2 separate regions of the Mus musculus genome follow, and region 1 is linked to region 2. The links are chromatin contacts, called in public HiChIP or PLAC-seq maps. All regions are on one chromosome and are shown on one strand. The core of a region is the stretch at or near the end of the contact, and the rest is flanking DNA. Distances in the headings are between cores, read along the strand shown. Region 1 holds the start of Trpc6 (transient receptor potential cation channel, subfamily C, member 6). Region 2 has its middle 85 kb from the start of Trpc6.

Evidence for each region. HiChIP or PLAC-seq counts read pairs in DNA pulled down with a chosen protein or histone mark.
Region 1: an H3K27ac HiChIP or PLAC-seq map of embryonic stem cells shows a contact between it and region 2, with 5 read pairs. The contact joins the promoter of Trpc6 here to the enhancer-like site in region 2. A contact is called at or near these places in 2 of 39 promoter capture datasets (hippocampal neurons and stem cell-derived epiblast-like cells), 2 of 484 Hi-C or Micro-C datasets (cortical neurons and uterus), 2 of 115 datasets of contacts at active chromatin or transcription factors (both in embryonic stem cells) and 1 of 9 other capture datasets (adipose tissue).

What each region holds. Positions count from the first base shown.
Region 1 is chr9:8,542,708-8,545,407 of GRCm38.p6, reverse strand. It overlaps Trpc6 (transient receptor potential cation channel, subfamily C, member 6), which reads right to left and starts at 1,266. Exons shown (of 13, transcript NM_013838.2): 1 at 810-1,266. The coding sequence starts at 976.
Region 2 is chr9:8,458,040-8,460,739 of GRCm38.p6, reverse strand. No RefSeq gene overlaps it. Among named protein-coding and RNA genes, the nearest start is that of Trpc6, 85 kb to the left of the region's middle. Within about 2 kb of position 1,434, at least 7 of the 459 cell types and tissues checked have an H3K27ac peak or open chromatin away from gene starts, as enhancers often do. A contact at or near this core is called in embryonic stem cells and stem cell-derived epiblast-like cells, where this site is marked.

The DNA of each region.
Region 1 (2,700 bases), core at 17-2,516, 85 kb before region 2:
CCTGGGTATTCGGTCAAGCAGAGATTAAGGGAAGGTGTAAAGAGCCAGAAATACTGTAGGTCTACTACACAAGTGCTCACAGCCTGCCAGGGGCAAAAGAGAAAGGAAGACTTTGTTTCTCCATTCTATTATCTGCTGTCTGTCCCTTCACAGCACCACTGTCACCAACCTCATGGGAGGGGAGTGGGGGTCAGTTGTTGTTGTTGCTGCTGGTGCTGTTGTTGTTAAAAAAGGCTCGTAGTTATTGAGATGCCACTAGTAAAGAGCTGGTCTCTGTTTTTCTATCCTATGGGTACAAAATCCTGAGGTCTATCTCCCCCGTTTAATCTCAGCTCCAGGGTGAGAAGGAGGTTGCCCATTCTCTCCCTAAGTAATCCGTGCTCAAGACCAGAGGACTTGGTAGAACTAGAGAGTGCACTATGGTGGGTTTCTTCAAAGACCCTTAGAGTTCTGATCACACAAAAGGTATCACTGGAGCAAAAACTGGAACCTGATCAGATCGTGCCTGTTGAGCAGAGTTCCTCAAGGTAGCAGGAGCTGTAGACATTGACCAAGCATAGCTCTCCTTCCCCCTGTGGTGACAAGCATTAGATCCCCTGTGGTGACCTGGTATCCCAACAGGAGTAGTGGGGAGGGAACCACATGGGCTCAATCTGAGGGTGAGCGCAGCCTTTGAGTGCTCACCAGCAGCCAGCCTCGTCCCATCTGCGCTAGCACCCCTCGCTTGTCTGGAAGTCTGGAGACACATGGCTGTTGAGGCGCGCACGGGACCCACTCCTGCAACCCGTGCTGCCCTCGCCCATACTTACAAGCTGGGGTAGTAGCCATACGGTGGCAGCGGGAGCTGCGGGTAGCCGTCGTCTCCCAGCTCGTCCATCAGCAAATAGTCCTGGCTCTCGTTGCGCCGGGTGCCGGCTCCAGGGGCAGCCTTTAGAGAGCCGCCCCTCCGGGTCACGAACCTCGGGCTCTGGCTCATGGCACAGTGCCTGGCCGGCCTGCACCCCTGCTTCCGTGGATGGGAACCTGGGGAGAAGGGGCCGCGTCACCAACTGAGCTGGACCCGAGCAAAGCAATGCCAGGGAGAGGATAATGAGGGAAGAGATGCAGATTCCTGACTGGCTAGGTTCTGCCAATGGCTTCCCTGCCCGCCACAGTGGAAGTCACTAGTTAGGGGCTTGGGAGACAGCCGCGAAAGGAACCTTGACCTGAGCGCATCCGGACCGCGCAGACAGGCGGCCCCAGGCTCCCAGGCAGAGGGCACAGGCGGGGCCTCAGTGGCAGCCGCTAGGGAGAGCCGCTGAAGAGTTACTATGTCAACCGTGACTCTCCAGCCCTCGCCTCCCGCCTTCTTCCCCCACGTCCTCCGTCACGATCCCCACCTTTAAAGGGATCGAAAGGACCGTCCAGAAATCCGCCGACCCCTGTCTGGAAGCCACAACTTACAGAGCTAGAATAAACTAAACTAGTGGGAGCCAGGCACATTCTTTATTTGGGCTTGGGAGGGTAAACTGCTCCCAAAGTAGGGTTCTTAAGTAACACCAAGGGAGGGCTTTCGAGGAAGTTTCTTTTAAGTAACACTCAGAAATCGAGATCTTCTCCTTCTTCCACGCTTCCTTCATTTTCTTGAGATGTTTCTCTCCCATTCCCAAGCTCCGACGTAATGGAAGAGCAGTCTGTGTTCTTACCGTGGAATGTTCCTGGTTCCTGAAAAAAAACCAACAGAAAAAGGGCATTTTCCGATGGTGTCTGCTTGCTTTAAGGAAAATCCTCCCTGATTCATTTGAATGCCATAAATCGTGTATTTTCTCCAATGTCCTAACTGCTTTGAAAACTTGTTTTAACAATCTGATCAATTGGCATACATCTGTCAAAATCAAAACCTTCTCAACAAGAACAAATGGGATTTCTCTCAGTGGTTAAAGTGCTTGGAGCAAAAGTATGGGGACATGCGTTGAGGTCTCCAGTATTTACATAACAGTCTTCCATGGTGAAGGACATCTCTAATTTGAAGCTGGCTGGCCAGCTAATCTAGCCAAAACAGCAAACTCCAGATTCAGTGAGCCCTGCTTGAAAAAGTCTGGTGGAGGGTTGACAGAGAAAGAAAACTTAAATTGATCCACATGGGCATTCAAATTCCCCACCCTATGCACACAGAGACAGACACACAGAAAGTCACACAGAGATAGACAGACAGACAGACAGACACACACACACACACACAATAAATGAGTATTTATAGTGGTTGAATTAAAAGAAAATTAAGAATCCATTCACTCACTATTCATCACTATTTAATGCATACCAACAACTATTTTAGGATTCAGGGACAATCAGTTGAAGGACTGTCTGTCCTAACAGTGCTCCCAGGAAAGAGAAATGTTGGTTAAATAATCAGAGCATATAACACTCACCTCTAAACCCTGCACTTGAAATCCTGAGGCAGAAGATTGGGGAGAGTTCAAGTCTAACCTTGACTATATATGAGTTCCAAGCAAGCCTGGCCTACAGAGTCACAATCTACCTCAAAAGAAAAGATGAAGAAAAAAAAACATATAAATTAAAAAGCACATACAATCTTCTATCCCAGGTCCCTCAGAGACCAGTCTGCACAGGAGAGCACTCGGGCTGCAGAAGCAACATACCTTCTGGGACAGGGCCCCTTTCAGGCCTTCATCTTCAGCCAGGAAGCACAGCTGAGCT
Region 2 (2,700 bases), core at 185-2,684:
CCCTATCACAAAATACACACATAGTATGGACTCACAGATAAGTGGCTATTAGCCCAAAAGCTGGGAATACCCAAGATACAATTCACAGACCACATGAAGCTCATGAAGAAAGACAAAAGTGTGGGTGCTTTGGTCCTTCTTAGAAGGACCAAATACTCATGGATGCAAATACAAAGACAAAGTGTGGAACAGAGACTGAAGGAAAGGCCATCCAGAGACTACCCCACCTGGGGATCCATCCCATATACAATGAGCACAGGCAGACACAATTGTGGATACCAAGAAATTCATGCTGACAGGAGGCTGATATAGCTGGCTCCTGAGAGGCTTTGCCAGAGCCTGACATATATGGAGGCAGATGCTTGCAGCCAAACATTGAACTGATCATAGGGTCCCCAATGGAGAAGTTAGAGAGAAGACTAAAAGAGCTGAAGGGGTTTGCAACCCCATAGGAAGAACAACAATATCAACTGACCAGAGCTCCCAGGATCTAAACCACCAACCAAGGAGTACACATAGAGAGACCCATGGCTCCAGCTGAGTATGTAGCAGAGGATGGCCTTGTCAGGCATCAATGGGAGAAGAGGCCGTTGGTCCAGTGAAGGCTAGATGCCCTAGTGTTAGGGAATGTGAGGGCAGGGAGTTGGGGGTGCATGAGTGGGTGGGGGCACACCCTCATAGAAGCAGGGGGATGGCGAATGTGATGGGGGGTTCTGGGAGGAAATTGGGAAAGGGTATAACATTTGAAATGTAAATAAATAAAATATCCAATAAAAATGACTAAGCATATAAACAAAATCGAGTATCAGATGGATATGGCAATCACATTCTCTGTTTCATCTTGAATCTATTTTATCATTTTTATTATATTTATTTTATTTATTTCTTCATGCCCATGTGAATGTATGCACAAGCACACACATGCCATGATGCATATATGAAGGTCAGAAGACAATTTGTGAGAATCCGTTATGTCCTTCCACTATGTGGATCCCAGGGAGGCAGCACCTTTTCCTGCTGAGCTATGAGCCATCTCACCAGACCATAGTGACTGTTTCTAACAGGCTGCTTTTTAAGGCATTTTTTTTCCAATTTAGTCACTGTCCAATCTCTTTTCAAACTTATAGTTGAAAGCAGACATGGGCAATATGGCAGAGTAGAAGTTACCAGCCTTATATTCCTTAAAAAAAAAAAATAGCTAGCCATGAACAAAAATAGCTTAGAGGAGCTCAGGAGTCCAACTGAGCAAAAATTGAAGGGGAGAGCAGGAACTGGGAGGGGCTTCTTGGCAGAGACCTCTCTCTCTTTCTTGCTCAGGAACAAAGGAACTCAGGTTCAGTTATCCATCACACAATAGAAGCCATTTCATACTCAGTGGCCCACTCAACATTGGTTCAAGCAGACTAAAGCCTTTGCCACTGAGGACCTCCCCAGTGCTCAGCAGCTGCCAGACTCTATAGGCTTTCAGTCTAGACCCCTGTGATTTTGCTCACTGTGACTCTGGCTAGCTGCTCTGCAGGGAGCCCTAGAAACCATCTTTACTGACTTAATTAGAGCCTACTTCCCACCGTGAACTCCAGAAAGGGAGCTACTCCTCATTCCTTCCCCTCCTCATGCACACAAAAGGAGCTACTACTTAGCTAGCTATGGACTCTGCCAAAGTTTCAGAGCAGGAGCTGCACTGATTCCATACCCTCAATCTTATTCCATCCCCTTCTACTAGTGTCAGCACCTCAGTTCTGTTGTAGGCCACATATGTACAGCCTGGACCCTGATGCCACAGTGTTCTTGCCCAGCCTCAGGCTCCAACCTCCTGTGAACACCAGTACAATGGATGGATCTGTGTCCACTCCTACATAACTTCAATCCAGACATCTGACCCATGGCCACTCACGGAGAACAGCATGTGGACACTGGTACCACCATCTGTGGCAAACCTACAAGCCTGACTTGCCTAGCTACTCAAGAAACTGAGGCAGCTAAAGGGATCTGCAACCCTATAGGTGGAACAACATTATGAACTAACCAGTACCCCGGAGCTCTTGACTCTAGCTTCATATGTATCAAAAGATGGCCTAGTCGGCCATCACTGGAAAGAGAGGCCCATTGGACACACAAACTTTATATGCCCCAGTACAGGGGAACACCAGGGCCAAAAAGGGGGAGTGGGTGGGTAGGGGAGTGGGGGTGGGTGGGTATGGGGGACTTTTGGTATAGCATTGGAAATGTAAATGAGCTAAATACCTAATAAAAAATGGAAAAAAAAAGAAACTGAGGCAGGAGGACAACAACTTCAAGGCATGCCTGGGCTGTACAATGAGTTCAAAACCAGTCTGCATAACCTAATAACATTGTCTCAAAATAAAAGTTTTGTTGTTGTTGTTTTTTTGGTTTGGTTTGGTTTGGTTTTGTTTGTTTTGCTTTGCTTTGCTTTGCTTTGCTTTTTCTCAATAGGGAGTGTGAACAGGCTAGGATGAAGCTCCATTGTAGAGTGCTTAGCTAGCATTCCTGAGGCCCTAGGTTCAATCCCCAGTCCTGGGGTGGGAGGATGTGGCAGTAGTATATCTGAGTGTGACAGCTTCTGCCTTTTCAAGGAGTGCTTACTTCTTTTATATCTAATTATTTACATGACTGTTTACGTCCACCATTCTCCTGCTGGTTTTTCCATTGATCTGCCTTTAAGTGTAACAAAATAGTCAA